4 separate regions of the Mus musculus genome follow, and all the other regions are linked to region 1. A link is a contact called in public ChIA-PET data. All regions are on one chromosome and are shown on one strand. Each heading gives the region's core, a stretch centred on a gene start, on an enhancer-like site or on the middle of the called end of the contact. The rest is flanking DNA. Distances are from core to core; before and after follow the strand shown.

The links. ChIA-PET counts read pairs in DNA pulled down with a chosen protein or histone mark.
Region 2: a contact with region 1 is called in an RNA polymerase II ChIA-PET map of memory CD8 T cells, with 9 read pairs. The contact joins the promoter of Gdpd1 here to the enhancer-like site in region 1. A contact is called at or near these places in 4 of 39 promoter capture datasets (the C10 cell line, hematopoietic stem and progenitor cells, hippocampal neurons and 1 more), 1 of 484 Hi-C or Micro-C datasets (embryonic stem cells), 5 of 115 datasets of contacts at active chromatin or transcription factors (bone marrow-derived macrophages, embryonic limb bud, memory CD8 T cells and 1 more) and 3 of 9 other capture datasets (embryonic stem cells, liver and macrophages).
Region 3: a contact with region 1 is called in an RNA polymerase II ChIA-PET map of memory CD8 T cells, with 51 read pairs. The contact joins two enhancer-like sites. A contact is called at or near these places in 3 of 484 Hi-C or Micro-C datasets (the Ba/F3 cell line, the G1E-ER4 cell line and embryonic fibroblasts) and 5 of 115 datasets of contacts at active chromatin or transcription factors (the HPC-7 cell line, bone marrow-derived macrophages, a colorectal cancer cell line and 2 more).
Region 4: a contact with region 1 is called in an RNA polymerase II ChIA-PET map of memory CD8 T cells, with 111 read pairs. The contact joins the promoter of Ypel2 here to the enhancer-like site in region 1. A contact is called at or near these places in 11 of 39 promoter capture datasets (the C10 cell line, the HPC-7 cell line, HPC-7-derived erythroid cells and 8 more), 4 of 15 datasets of contacts at CTCF or cohesin (the NIH/3T3 cell line, large pre-B cells and pro-B cells), 34 of 484 Hi-C or Micro-C datasets (B cells, the Ba/F3 cell line, CD4 T cells and 24 more), 24 of 115 datasets of contacts at active chromatin or transcription factors (DN3 thymocytes, Th17 cells, VIP interneurons and 20 more) and 4 of 9 other capture datasets (adipose tissue, liver, macrophages and 1 more).

Annotation. Positions count from the first base shown.
Region 1 is chr11:86,826,757-86,830,106 of GRCm38.p6, reverse strand. All of the region lies in intron 4 of Gm33742 (a long non-coding RNA gene), which reads left to right. Among named protein-coding and RNA genes, the nearest start is that of Dhx40, 21 kb to the right of the region's middle. Within about 2 kb of position 1,471, at least 76 of the 459 cell types and tissues checked have an H3K27ac peak or open chromatin away from gene starts, as enhancers often do. A contact at or near this core is called in CD8 T cells, DN3 thymocytes, the NIH/3T3 cell line and 12 more, where this site is marked.
Region 2 is chr11:87,072,452-87,075,801 of GRCm38.p6, reverse strand. It overlaps Gdpd1 (glycerophosphodiester phosphodiesterase domain containing 1), which reads left to right and starts at 1,665. Exons shown (of 10, transcript NM_025638.2): 1 at 1,665-1,966. The coding sequence starts at 1,825.
Region 3 is chr11:86,651,087-86,654,436 of GRCm38.p6, reverse strand. The region is part of intron 5 of Vmp1 (vacuole membrane protein 1); the gene reads left to right. Among named protein-coding and RNA genes, the nearest start is that of Vmp1, 31 kb to the left of the region's middle. Within about 2 kb of position 1,781, at least 136 of the 459 cell types and tissues checked have an H3K27ac peak or open chromatin away from gene starts, as enhancers often do. A contact at or near this core is called in bone marrow-derived macrophages and memory CD8 T cells, where this site is marked.
Region 4 is chr11:86,992,135-86,995,484 of GRCm38.p6, reverse strand. It overlaps Ypel2 (yippee like 2), which reads left to right and starts at 1,723. Exons shown (of 5, transcript NM_001005341.3): 1 at 1,723-1,893. It overlaps Gm51915 (a long non-coding RNA gene), which reads right to left. Exons shown (of 3, transcript XR_003949754.1): 2 at 3,312-3,350; 3 at 1,148-3,142.

The DNA.
Region 1 (3,350 bases), core at 222-2,721:
AACGAAATCTGATGCCCTCTTCTGGAGTATCTGAGGACAGCTACAGTGTACTTACATATAATAAATAAATAAATAAATCTTTGAAGAAAAAAAATAAAAAATAAAAGAGCTGGAATCACACTTGTGCCTAGTTTCCTATTTAAATAAAAAACAAACGAATGAACGAATGAACGAACGAACAAACCAACAAGGCCTAATGTATCCCAGGCTAACCTCAAACTCAATAAGAAGCCAAGGATAGCCTTGAACTTCTGATCCTCTGGTCTCCATCTCCTGAGTGCTGTTGTCACAGGTCTATGTCACCACGCCCAGCTTATGTGGTGCTGGGGACAAACCTGAAGCTGTGTGTACACTAGGTAAGAACTTTTAGCATCTGTACATGCACTCTGGAGGCAGAGGCAGGTGGATCTCTGATTTTTGAGGCCAGCCTGGTCTACAGAGTGAGTTCCAGGACATCCAGGACTACACAGAGAGAAACCCTGTCTTGAAAATCAACAAAGAGGGGGGGGGAGAGAGAGAGAGAGAGAGAGAGAGAGAGAGAGAGAGAGAGAGAGCCACCTGCCAACAGTTCTGTCTCTCAGCTATCATTTTCAAATAACTTTTTCACATATGGAATTTGGCAGACACAATTTAATCATAGTAGGTGTGATGGTTTGTATATGCTAGGCCCAGGGAGTGGCACTATTAGAAGGTATGACCCTGTTGAAGTAGGTGTGGCCTTGTTGGAGTAGGTATGTCACTCTGGGTGTAGGCTTTAAGACCCTCATCCTAGCTGCCTGAAAGCCAGTATTCTGCTAGCAGCCTTCAAATGAAGATGTAGAACCCTCAGCTCCTCCTGCACCATGCCTGCCTGGATGCTGCCATGCTCTTGCCTTGGTGATAATGGACTAAACCTCTGAACCTGTAAGCTGGACCCAATTAAATGTTGTCAGTATAAGAGTTGCCTTGGTCATGGCATCTGTTCACAGCAGTAAAACCCTAACTTAGACAGTAGGGAAATTAAAATAGAGTAAGAAACTTCTTGAACAGCTTCAAAATAAATTTGTATACACCTTTAAGAAGACTTTAACGTATAGTAGGTGCAGATAAACATACACACAATATATAAATGTATTTATTTATTTATTTATTTATTACTATTGGTGTGTTTTATCACTGCAATAGAAAGCAAGTTTGAATACCAAGGAAAAATCAAAGGAACAATTTAAACAAACAAACAACAATAACAACAACAAAGAAACCCAGTATGACTGCAGGCTGCTAATTTCCAGAAGGAAAGGCACTCAGAATTTGGAATAAAGATAACAAAGTCCCCTGTTTTAGGAGCTTCACAATGCCAGACACAAAAGGACCTTCAAAGCTTCTGGACAAAGTAAAAATCACTGCAAAGGATCTAACGTGAGTGGCTTTGAACATCACAGCCCAAAAGCCGGATGTGTTAACATCAGTTAAGCATTCTTATTGTGGCATTCTTTTAAGTGCCTGGTGATAAAAACCTACTTCACTCTGCCGGGTTACAGGATGCAGCCTACCCCCACAGTGTGTTAAGATGACTTGCCCCTGGAAACACATACTTGAATTCTTTCCAAACATTGTCACGAACAAAGCTTAGAAAAAGAAGTTCACAGACACGGTGCTGCAGTCTCGAGTTTTGAGACTGTGTGTAGTGGGCACACTGGTCACCCCAGGACTCAGAAGACTGAGGCAGAAGGAGCTTGAATTCGAGGCCAGCCTGGGCTACACAATGAGATACTCGAAGGAAAGAAGTTGGAAACTAGGTGTGGTGTGGTATGAGCTTGTAATCTCAGGCTCTGGTTGGGGGTGTGTTTGGGGGGGAGGGGTAAGAGTGACCCTTCAGTTCACAGTGATGTTTAGGCCAGCCTGGGCTACCTGAGACCCTGTTTCAAAACAAGAAAAAGGTGGGGGAAGGGAAAGAGAGAGGGAGAATAAGAGTAGAAGTAGGTGAGGAGCCTAGGAGATGGCTCAGCCAGAAAAGCAACGGATACAAAAACCTGATGGCTAGAGTTCAACCTCTGGAACCCACATAAAAATCCAGATGTGGTGCTATCTATAACCCAGTACTCCCGTGCTAAGATGGGAAGCAGAGAAAGGAAAACTGCCCAGAAGTTCAAAAACCAGCAAGCCTGGAGCATAGCTGCAGAAATAAAAGAGACCCTACAACCTCCATACATGCAGCCATAGTATACAGGGTCTCTCTCTGTCTCTCTCTCTGTCTGTCTCTGTCTGTCTCTGTCTGTCTCTCTGTCTCTGTCTGTCTCTCTGTCTCTCTCTGTCTCTCTGTCTGTCTCTGTCTGTCTGTTTCTCTCTCTCTGCCCCTCTCTTTAAAATAATTTTGTTGCCAGACCTTTAATCCCAGCAATCAGGAAGTAGAGGCAGGCAGAGTCAGTTCTCTGTGGTTTTGAGGCCAGCCTGGTTTACAGAGAGTTCCATGACAACTAGGGCTACACAGAAAAACACTGTTTAAAAAAAACCCACCAAAAGATTGTTAAAATTTGTTTGATAGGCCAGGTATGGTGGCTCAGGACTTTAATCCCAGCAGAGAGGAGCAGATCTCTGTGAATTTGAGGCCTACCTGGTCTGCATCATGAGTTCCAAGAGAGACAACTACAAGAGAGAGAGAGAGAGAGAGAGAGAGAAAGAGAGATTGAGATTCTGTCTCAAAAAAAAAACCAAACAAAAACTTTTGTTTGACTGGGGGCTGGAACAGTGGCTCAGTAGTAAGAGCATTGGCTGCTCTTCTAGAGGACCTGGGTTAGGTTCACAGCACCAATATGGCAGCTCACAACTATCTGTAATTCCAGCACCAGGAGATCCAACGCCCTCTTCCAACCTCTGTAGACCCCAGGCATGCAAGTGGTGTACACACAAACATGCACCATACACATAAAATAAAAATAAACAAATTTTTCTATAAAGTTTGATTTACTTGTTTTGTTAAGAAAAAGAGGGAGCCGGGCGTGGTGGCACATGCCTTTAATCCCAGCACTTGGGAGGCAGAGGCAGGTGGATTTCTGAGTTCGAGGCCAGCCTGGTCTACAGAGTGAGCTCCAGGACAGCCAGAGCTATACAGAGAAACCCTGTCTCGAAAGACCAAAAAAAAAAAAAAAAAAAAGAAAGAAAAGAAAAGAAAAGAAAAAAGAAAAAGAGGGACTGGAAGCAAGTAGCAAGTGGGGAAGAGGAAGGGAGGAACAGGGCCCATCCAAGTGGCCCAAGCCTGTTATCCCAGCTACTTGGGAAACTGAGGCAAGGGGATGGGAAGCTGAAGATTTGTCTGGACTAAGAGTGAGTTTGAGGTGGCTTTAAAAATAAGAAGTCTTGTTGTACTGGCT
Region 2 (3,350 bases), core at 416-2,915, 250 kb before region 1:
GAAAACAGTAACTAGCTTGAATTCATTCTGTAACCCAGGCAGACCTAGATTTTACAATCCTACTGCCTCAACCTCCAGAGTTGCTGGGATTACAGACCTGTACCCTCAGGCCTGACTTAAATGTTCTTTAATTAAATACCTATTCTATGAAATAATTTGCTAAATCTCACCAATCTATAGTAACTTTCCCCAGCATATGACAATCACCAATTGTGATTATGCTATCAATTAGATAAGTGCAAAATAAGTTGAGACCCAATGTAGTGTATTGTAATTGATCCTATTTTCCCAGATACATTTAAAATAGTGTCCTGACAGGATTAGATATTTTAGTCCCAATGTTTGTGAAATAGAGTGTTTACCACCTTTCCAAAAGCTGCCACTTGACCCAGCAAGATGGCTTAGTGGGAAAAGGAGCTGCCACCTTAGGTCTCCTTAGGTTGTCCTCTGCCTTTACACGTGCACACACATACACTACACAGGAAATAAGTAAATGCATAAAAAATAAATAAACGAGATAGGATCGGGTGCAGCAACCCTTGCCTGCAGTTCCAGCTAATGAGCTGGATGAAACCAAAAGACTGCTTCACCCTTAGGAGTTTGAAGCCAGCCGGAGCTCAATACTGTGAGTCTGCCTGTTGTTGCAATTGTCCTGGGACTCAAACCCCTGGCCTTAAGGGAAGGCAGACGCAAGTGGATCTCTAGCCCTATTGTCATAGCGAGTTCCAGATCAGCCTCGGTACATAGTGAGACCCAGTCTCTAAGGGGGGGGGGGGCCGGGGGGGAGGAGACAGGAAGGGAGGGAGAGAGAACGGAGAGAGGAAGGGAGAGAGGAGAAAAGGGAAAGAAAAGAATCCCAATACTTAGAAGGCAGAGGCAAACTGGTCTCTGTGAATCAAGAGGCCAGCACACAGTCAACACAGTGAGACACCCTGTCTCAATAAACAAATCCAAACCTTGAATGTGCTTGGAAAGTGCTTTACAACTGAGCCACAGCCACAGCCTTTGTGGCTAATTACTTTGCATAAAATACGATCCACAGCTGGGCTTGCCTACCATCCCAACACTCTGGAGGCTGAGGTAGAAGAACCTGAAGTCGAAGACTCTATCCTCTGGTATATAGTGAATTCAAGCCCGGACTGGGCTAAGTAGATCCTATCTCACAAAACCAAGACCCTGCCCCCATAAAACGTGGTTCCTACTGTATTTCTAGTTTGTAAGGTAGGAGATGAAAAAGAAAAATGGAAAAGTTAGTTGCCAGTCTTTATAGGAAAGGACTTAGTGGTCAGTTTCTTTATTCATGTTTATTTTGTACTGGGGCTTGAATCCCGTACGATCTAACCAACTAGGCTACGAGTTCGAGGTATCAGTAACAATTCTTCGCTTTTCCCACAGAAAGGACTAGGACCTGGCCTGGAATCCTCCTTTGATGCACATTTCCCAGTTACGTCAGATTTTCCCCGAAGGCTATCCTGGCTTGAGAGCGTTTTCGGCTTAGGGACTGCCCAAACAAATCCAAACAAATAAAACCACTGGCAAGTTTCCAACCTCTTGCCTCGGGGTCTTCTTCGAAGCACCTGCGCGTGGGACCACAGCTGCCAGACGCCCAACGCTCCGCGCCGTAGCGCGCCTGCGTATCTGAGCCCCTTTGTTGCTCGGGCGCTGGGGTCGGGCTGCGCCTGCGTGCTGAGTCCGCACGAACAAGTGCGCTACGCCGAGGGCACCGGCTGAGGGCGAGCAGACCTCGAGCAGCTGCCGGCGCTGCGGCCGTTGCTACCATCACAGCACAGTCGGGGTCTCAGGCCCAGAAGGCGGTGACCGAGGATGTCGTCCACCGCGGCTTTTTGCCTTCTCTCTACTCTGGGGGGATATTTGGTCACCTCGTTCTTGTTGCTTAAATACCCAGCGTTGCTGCACCAGAGAAAGAAACAGCGATTCCTCAGTAGGCACATCTCTCACCGCGGAGGTGAGAGGGGTCCCCAGAACCCGATGGCGGGGATGGGGGAGGCTTCCTAGCAGGAGGTAGAGGATGGGGATTCTGGAGAGGCTGACGAAGAATGGGCTCCTGGAACTGGAGGGCTTCCTCAGATGAGTGGTCCGGAGGGGAGGGAAGGAAAGGGGTCTCGTGTCCCAGTCCTGGTGGGCGTCTCTGGGGAGCTAGGGTGACAGGGCTTCTGTGAGGAGGAGAAGCGCAGGATGAGAGACAGAAGTGGGGCGTTCCTCGGCCGATGGAGGGATGATCGGGAGGTCCCTTCTTGGCAGCCTGGCACAAAGCCGGTGCAGATCCAGGAGACACCCGCAGGGGGAAGTAGGAACGGACAGACTGCTTGGAATAGGCTGGTGGCTGAGTCCGTGGGGAAGAGCTTGGGCTCCGGCAGAGCTGAGGATCTGCGAGTACCTGGAGCGAGAGCTGAGGAGTCTGCGATGCCACGCTCCACGCGTTTGTAATTGAGCTCTGGAGAGAAATGTCTCCAAACCAGGGACATTTTCCAAGGTCACAGAGTGTGGACTGAAGTGGCACAAGCAACTTGGAGAGTTCTGGTTCTAAGGATTCCAAAACCTAGCACCTGGGTTGTTGTTTTACTTTGATTTTTGAACATTACCCCAGCAATGGTTGGTGGGCTTCTAAAAGACTAAAATATTTAGCTTATGATCAGTCAGTATTTTTTTAAAGATGTTTCTCTTGCAAAAGTATATTGCTTTTATACAATATCAAGTATATAAGGGTTGAAGCGAGTCCGCTCCGCCTTCTAATTTACTATAACAGGCCACATCTTTGCTTCTTCACTGCTGTTCAATAATGTGGCTTCAGGACATTTCAATTTTTTTTTTTTTATAAGTAATAGTTTTAATTTTTTTTTTAAAGATTTATTTATTTATTATATGTAAGTACACTGTAGCTGTCTTCAGACACTCCAGAAGAGGGAATCAGATCTCTTTACAGATGGTTGTGAGCCACCATGTGGTTGCTGGGATTTGAACTCTGGACCTTCGGAAGAGCAGTCGGGTGCTCTTACCCACTGAGCCATCTCACCAGCCCAGGACATTTCAATCTTAAGGTATAAATTATGAAAATTTTCGGTCACTTTAAACTTTTCTTTAGGGTGAATATAGCACCGGGTTAAAATTGCCTGAAATGTATCATACAATGGTAAACTCTATAGTTTAAAATTTGATGGAGTACCGTAATGATTTTTGGTTTTAGATTTTTCAAAGATGGGGTCTTGCTATGGCGTGCTGGCTAGTCTGCAAATCACTATATAGACCAGGCTGGTTGTGCATTCTGCCCCCACTTTCCCAGTGCTGGGACAACTATCCTGGGACCATGACTTCTATTATGACAAATATGT
Region 3 (3,350 bases), core at 532-3,031, 180 kb after region 1:
TTTTGAGACAGGATTTTGTTGTTTGTGTGGCTGTGTTGCATACTTGAGCTTCCAGCAAATTCTCCTGCTTCCACCTCCCGTTCCCCATAGGAGTGCTGGCATTCTAAATGTAAAGAGCTGTGTCCAGCTTCTCCCATGGGTCCTGTGAGTCAACTCAAGTCCTCAGACTGTGCCAACACAGTCTGAGGCGATCTCTGGCTTCTCAGCTCCTTGTTTAAAACAAGTGATCATTTTCAATATGTGTGTTATGCCTTTGTTTTCTTCTCAGTGCTAAAGATTAAACTAACAGCCTCGAACATGCTTGCCAAATTTTCTACTACTGACTACATCCACAGTCCACCCTTAGCTATTCTCACCAGCCTTGGCTGCTTAGTGAATCTCAAAAATAAAATAAAAAAGAGAAAATGCCTGCTGGGTGATGGTAGCACATGCCTTTAATCCCAGCACTCTAGAGGCAGAAGTAGGTGAATCTCTGAGTTTGAAGCCGGCCTGGTCTAGAGAGTGAGTTCCAGAACAGCCAGGGCTACTCAGAGAAACCCATTCTCAGAGTATGGGGGAGGAGTGAGCAAAATTAAGGTTTAAAGTCTTACATCTAAATAAGAAAGCTGAGTGTGGTGACCCACACCTATAATCTCAGCACGTTAAAGGTAAAATACGGAGTTGAAGGCTACCCTCACCTACATAAGTTCTAAAGTTGATTAACCTGGGTTTCATGAGCCCCGATCACAACAGCAGCAAAAGCTATAATTGCATTGGCAGGCTTCCATTGTGTGGTGTATAGACAGTTTTTGACACTAGGGGGAGCATTTTCCTGCAGAGAGATTTTTCAAAGCTCAGTTTCTACACTGGGCCTTTGGGATACCTACCCTTACAGACAAATGTTATTTTTAGCCTAATTCACTAGGATTTCTTTTTTCACACTTGGGATCAAAGTAGAAAAATGCCTGGAGCATTAGCATTCTCCCTTCTAAAAGCAATGTGAAGGTAGGATTTGGAACTATTGGATTATAGTATAAAATTGACCAAGCTTTATTAGAAATTGTAACCAAATTGTGTTGTCCTTTGAAAATTCCTCCTTAAGAGACATTTTCTTAATATGATCGTTTCAACAAAATACCTTACCTTTGTTATAAGTTAAACACAACAAATATGTATAATATTTGCTGCCCAGATGCCTGTTTTACTCTTAAGTTTGGATTATTTTATTTTAAAGTGGAGCAGAAATTGTACCTTTTTAAAATCTGGCATGTTGATTGTCTTCTCGTGTTTAAACATTGCTGTGGGTAGTGCCTGATAGTTGTCTGTGCTGCTCTAAGCTGTGTTTCCTTAGGTACAGATATTTCTGGGCCCTTTTGGCTCTTGATTCCTTATTGCTGGAAGTAAATATTTGGGAACTATCACTGAGATGTGGTAAAGTGAAGCGGAGAAATAGTTTCCGTAACTGTGCTGTTAATGCCATGATGGTGGTGATTGTCTCAGAGCTAACCTGCCAGCTTCCTCTTCGCTACTTTTTCTAACTCTGATGATTGCGTCAGTGCTCATCTGTGAATCTTTGAGTACAAAGAAGGAAGAAATTACCCCAAATTGGGTTGTGGTGTCACTGATACTGACTTCTGTAGGCACGGTGACTGTGGCATGATCACTTTGAGTCAGAGCTCATCCTGGAAGATTAGCAGCCTCTTTTTAGGAAAAAAAAAAATGCCTGTTGGCCTTTGGTTGATGAGGGAGGGAATGGTAGCTCCTCTCCCTCTCTCTCCCCAAGGAGTGACTCATCTATTAACTCATGAGCGTCACCACATCAAAAGCAGAAACCAAGGTCTCCAGGACATAGGGGTTTATACAGACTGGATAGCTTCCTGCCCTTAAGTCACTATTTATAATTGTGTGCTTAAAAGAAAGCTTCAAAGACTATGTTAAACAACTTGCATAGCTCTCTACCTAAATATGTAGTCCATTTGTTCGGAATACTTAGGTCAACTCATGATCAAAATTTGCTTAGAAGATGGAGGTCAGTGGCAGAGCACTTCCCTAGCATGCTCAACGGCCCGGCTTCAAGCCCAACCTCAGAAAAGAAAGAGGAAGGTCAGTTAGGGTTTGTTAGTGTTTTCTTTGTTTTGTGGGGGTCTCACTCTTTGGCATTGGCTGGCCTGGAGCTCACTATAGCAGCTTGACCAGGTTGATCTCAAACTCACAGTGAGTGATTCCCCGCCTTGGCCAGCTGAATGTTGAGAGTAAAGGGTGTGCTACCAGGCCTGCCCTCTCAGGCTTACTGATAAACATTTGAGGTGATGGGTCACCTAAAAATTGTTAGCTTATTGATGTATATAGTTTACATTGTATAGTGTATAATGTATACTAAAACATCATACTGTACTGAAAGTGATACACAGTTATTTGTAAATCTTTAAAACCAATTTTACTGATTTTAAAGGAGAAACAAAGTATTTCTTCTTCTTTTTTTTTTTTTTAGATTTATTAATTTATTATATGTGAGTACACTGTAGCTGCCTTCAGACACACCAGAAGAGGGCATCTGATTTCATTATAGATGGTTGTGAGCCACCATGTGGTTGCTGGGATTTGAACTCAGAACCTCTGGAAGAGCAGTCAGTGCTCTTAACTACTGAGCCATCTCTCCAGCCCCAAGTATTTCTTTATATTAAGAATACTAATCTGGTAGAATTCACTTGCTTCCAGAAGGTTCATGGGCTAATTAATGTTAGAGTTTACTTTTGTTTTGGCCAGCAGATGTGTACTTTTAACATATAATAATATATTCTTGCCCTAGGTGCCACAGCCATTGTTTTATTTTTAAACACTTTGTTACATTAGGAAGATAAGGCAGAATTCTAATTATACTTTGTTTAAGTCTAACAGATTTAAAGACCTGCCACTCACATTAACTAATGCCCAGGCCTTTGGGTTTAGACAAACCATGCTGCTTTCTATAGAGAAGAGCAGGGAAGTGCTAGCTTGTGACTTGACAAAGAGAATCTAAAGAACAGGTCTGGGGGGCTGGAGAAGATGGCTCAGTGGTTAAAAGGAGTGGCTGCTCTTCCAAAGGACCAGTGCCCACATTGCATCTGGGCCACAACTACCTGTAAATCAGTTAATTCCCAGGAACTTCCTGGCTTCTTTGGGCACAGACATCCAATGTGAACAAAATATCCTTATAAATAGAATTTTTAAAAAGAAATTTTAAAAAAAGAAGAAATAAAGGAATAGGTCAGCTTTTTGGTGTCTATTTGCAGTGAGTAGTTCTATATTCCACCCATCTAGCAGTCCTTTCTGTAGGTCAGAACCTTAAGTAAGTTGTTTTCTGACTGGTGAGAAAAGCAACTGTTTTTAAC
Region 4 (3,350 bases), core at 474-2,973, 170 kb before region 1:
GGTATTGAACCCAGAGCCTCAAGAACCTTAGGCAAAGTCTCTACTGTGAGTTCCACCACCAGATCCCAGCCCTCCCTTCTTTTAGGCGATGGGTACTAAGGCCTAAGGGCACAGAGGAATTTAACCTCAGAAAGCAGCCTTGGGCTGGTAATCAAGCTTTTGATAATCTAAAGAATTTAGTATATCTTCTTAAAGATCCAATCTCAAGTCTTTTCAAGGTTGTGGTTAGTTAGCTGAAGGCTTTTGGACTCCAGGATTTATAATTCCCAAAGCAGTCAATTGTAAATATTGACAGTGCCCCTACACTGAAACCGGTATCTGCCGGCAAAAATGAGTGGTTTTGTTCTTACTAACGTTGGGACTTTTTTTCATCCCTAACCATGCGATGTACATTCACTGAAGACAATTTAGTTGATTGCATATGTATTAAAAACAGCTGGGTGGAGTGACAGGTGACGTTTTTGAGTCACCCGGGGATCTACCCAAATACCAGCCTGGGTTTGTGTGTAAACTGCTGCCAGATAGGAGACCAAAGGTTCCTGGGCCTCCTTCAGCACCCCAACCCCGCATGAACTTTTTTTTTTTCTCTTTTTCAGTAACCTGGCTAGCTTGGACCGATCTAACCAAGAATGACCTTAAACTTCTAACACTTCCCAAGCCTTGGGTTATAATTGGGCTATAAAGCAGAGAACCACCTTGTCCAATTACCTTGTGTTTTTTTCTCTTCTAAAATAGCAATGAAAACATGTATTTTGCCCCAACACCATTCAGAATCCCAGTGTCTTAGAAAAAAGGGTGGGTCTGCCGTGTCTCCCCCGCCCCCCCCCCCGCAGAAATTCTTTTATCAAATTGACCTGTTTTCCGGTAGGAAGACTCTGCCCCACTCCACCCACCTGGTGCCTCCCTGGACTTCCCGACTGTCATGAGTTTATTTTTTAACCCTCTCTTCCTTGAAAAGCACCACCCCACTGACCCAGAATGCCAGTTCCTCCCTTTTGGTCACCTTGACTACTCTTATTGTATTTTCTGTTGCTAATAGACCTCACTAACCATTAGCAATAGGGATCCCAGTTTCTCTATAGTCTTTCTCTATGCTCTTCCACTCTCAGTACTGGGGATCCAACCCAGGGACTCGAACACACCAGACAACCCTTTCCTAGTTTTAATTAGGAAATTTCGAGCAGGGCAGAGGAAATAGAGAATCTCCGCTTCTGAGCAGGGCATGGGTGGGCATGACGAGACTGGTACTATCTTACTAAATACACCTGCCTTGAACTCTGCGGGTCACTTTTAGTAACTTAGGCTCTGGGTCAGGAGTGGCTTAAAAAGTGGAGCGAGGAATTACTATCTAGGTTCTCAAAACAAAAGCACTGTAAATCCCACTTCCCAACATAACCCCGGGTCCTGGGAATCCCAGTAAAGCCAGACAAACAGGCTCCTATCTCAGAGAGCTCCCCCACTCTAATCACCTCTTCTCCCAGCCCTGCCCGCCAGCTGCCAGGACTGGCGGGACCCAGACCTTGCCACACTCCTCGCACGCGCGCCCCGCCAGGGCCGAGGGGCGGGTGGGGGTTGGGGGCGGGAGGCAGGGAAAGCAGGGGCGGAGTTCCGTCCTCCAGTGATTGGCTCCTGGCGGATGGGCTGCGGCCGTGCAGGGCCAACCAGTGGCGTGTTGCTATGTGCTGAGCCGATGGGATAGGCGCGGGGGCGCGTCTGTCACCCGGCAAGCCCCCAGCCCGGATTCGGAGGGATGCGGAGCGGCAGTGGCGGCGGCGGTGGCGGAGACTGTGGCTTTAAGAGCGCGCAGGGAGCGCTAGAGTCAGCCGTGCAGTCCTTCATCGCCAAGCACTCCGGAGAGCCCGGCGCTGGCCGGACCGGGCAGCCTACCGCCAGGTATGAGGGATCTCGAGCTGGGCTCGCGTGGGCGTGGGGCGCATTCCGCTCCAGTTCGGGCTGTGCGCCCTGGGGACGGTCGGGCTCCTGGGCTGCGTGCAGCCGGGCTCGGCTGGGGCGGTGCTGTCGCGGTCCCGAGGGGGCTCCCCGAAGGTTCCCGGGGTGCTAGGGGCGGGGAACGGGTTGCTGCAGCCACGTGACCGGTTTGTTTACAAACACTGGCGCGCGCTCCGGGTTCGGGACTCGGCGGGTGGCGACGAGCCGCCTGGCAAATATGGGGACCCAGAGACCTGAGCGCCAACGCCTCCCTTGTTCGGCGTGACCCACCCCCCACGGATGGCACCCGGCGGCACCCGGCTGTATGGTCGATGTCTCCATTGAGATAGTTGGGTCTGGGGCACGTCGCCCTCTAAAGTCCCCGGAGCGCTTCGGCAGCCCCAAGCCAAGGGAACCACAGCGAGTTCCTGCCTGGACGCTTCCCGGCGCCTCCCCTGCGGCCTTGCCAAGGGGTGGGCACGAACTCTGTTGCCAGACTCGCTGCGGGGGCCTCTGCGGAGAGTCCCTCCCGCAGCTGGCTCCTGCCTCTCTTCCTGCTTCAAGTTTACCTGCCTGGTTGCTGACTCCCTTCGGGTGATTTTTTTTTTTTTCCGAAACAGTGGAACCTTACACCCGTCTCCTGGCTGGCACTTAGGGGGAAGCACTGTTGCTTTGGACCCCTCGTGCAAAGAACTGCCTGCCACCTCTGACTTCACTTTTACCCACAGTTTTTAAAAAGCTGAGCGAGCATCCTCCGGTTTGCCTAGCCTTCCACGGCCCGGCTGCTGGAAATGGCAAATGCGCCGGAGCCCTGCTTTTTGGCTTCCTTGTTGATTTGTTGTTGCCACGTTGGAGGGTCTTTGAGCCACTGAGTTGGAGTCCTATTAGTCTTTTGTTCCTCATGCTTGTCTTCGTTCTCGCAAGATGGGCTCCCTGTCCAGAGCACTGAACAACAAGCCTAGGGATTACTTTTCTGAACCCCATTTACAGAACATTAGAGGCACAAAGGAATTACAGTAAACCTCATGCTTGAGGCTCTGCAGTAGTCTGCCTGGTTTGGGGGTTTACAGGATCTGGTCAGTAAGATTGGGTTGCTTTTCCTTTTGGCACACACTGCTGTAGGTTTTACCTGAGTTCAGTCCATCAGCTTTCTTAGCATTTGATATTCTTATCTTTGAGGAAGTTTCACTCTCTTTACATCATTTTGTAAATTCTGTAATTTGTCAAAAATAATGGCTTTATTAGAACATTTTCATACACATATCTCATTGTGACTGGTTCATACTTAACTATGACTGCTCCCACCCCCGGTTTTGTACTGAGCTGTGATGAGTGACTGGGTTCTTTACAAGCCCGGCCTGAGAAGAGCTGGGGAATCTTACCTTAGGCACTGTGATTTGTCCCGGATTCCACGACAGGGT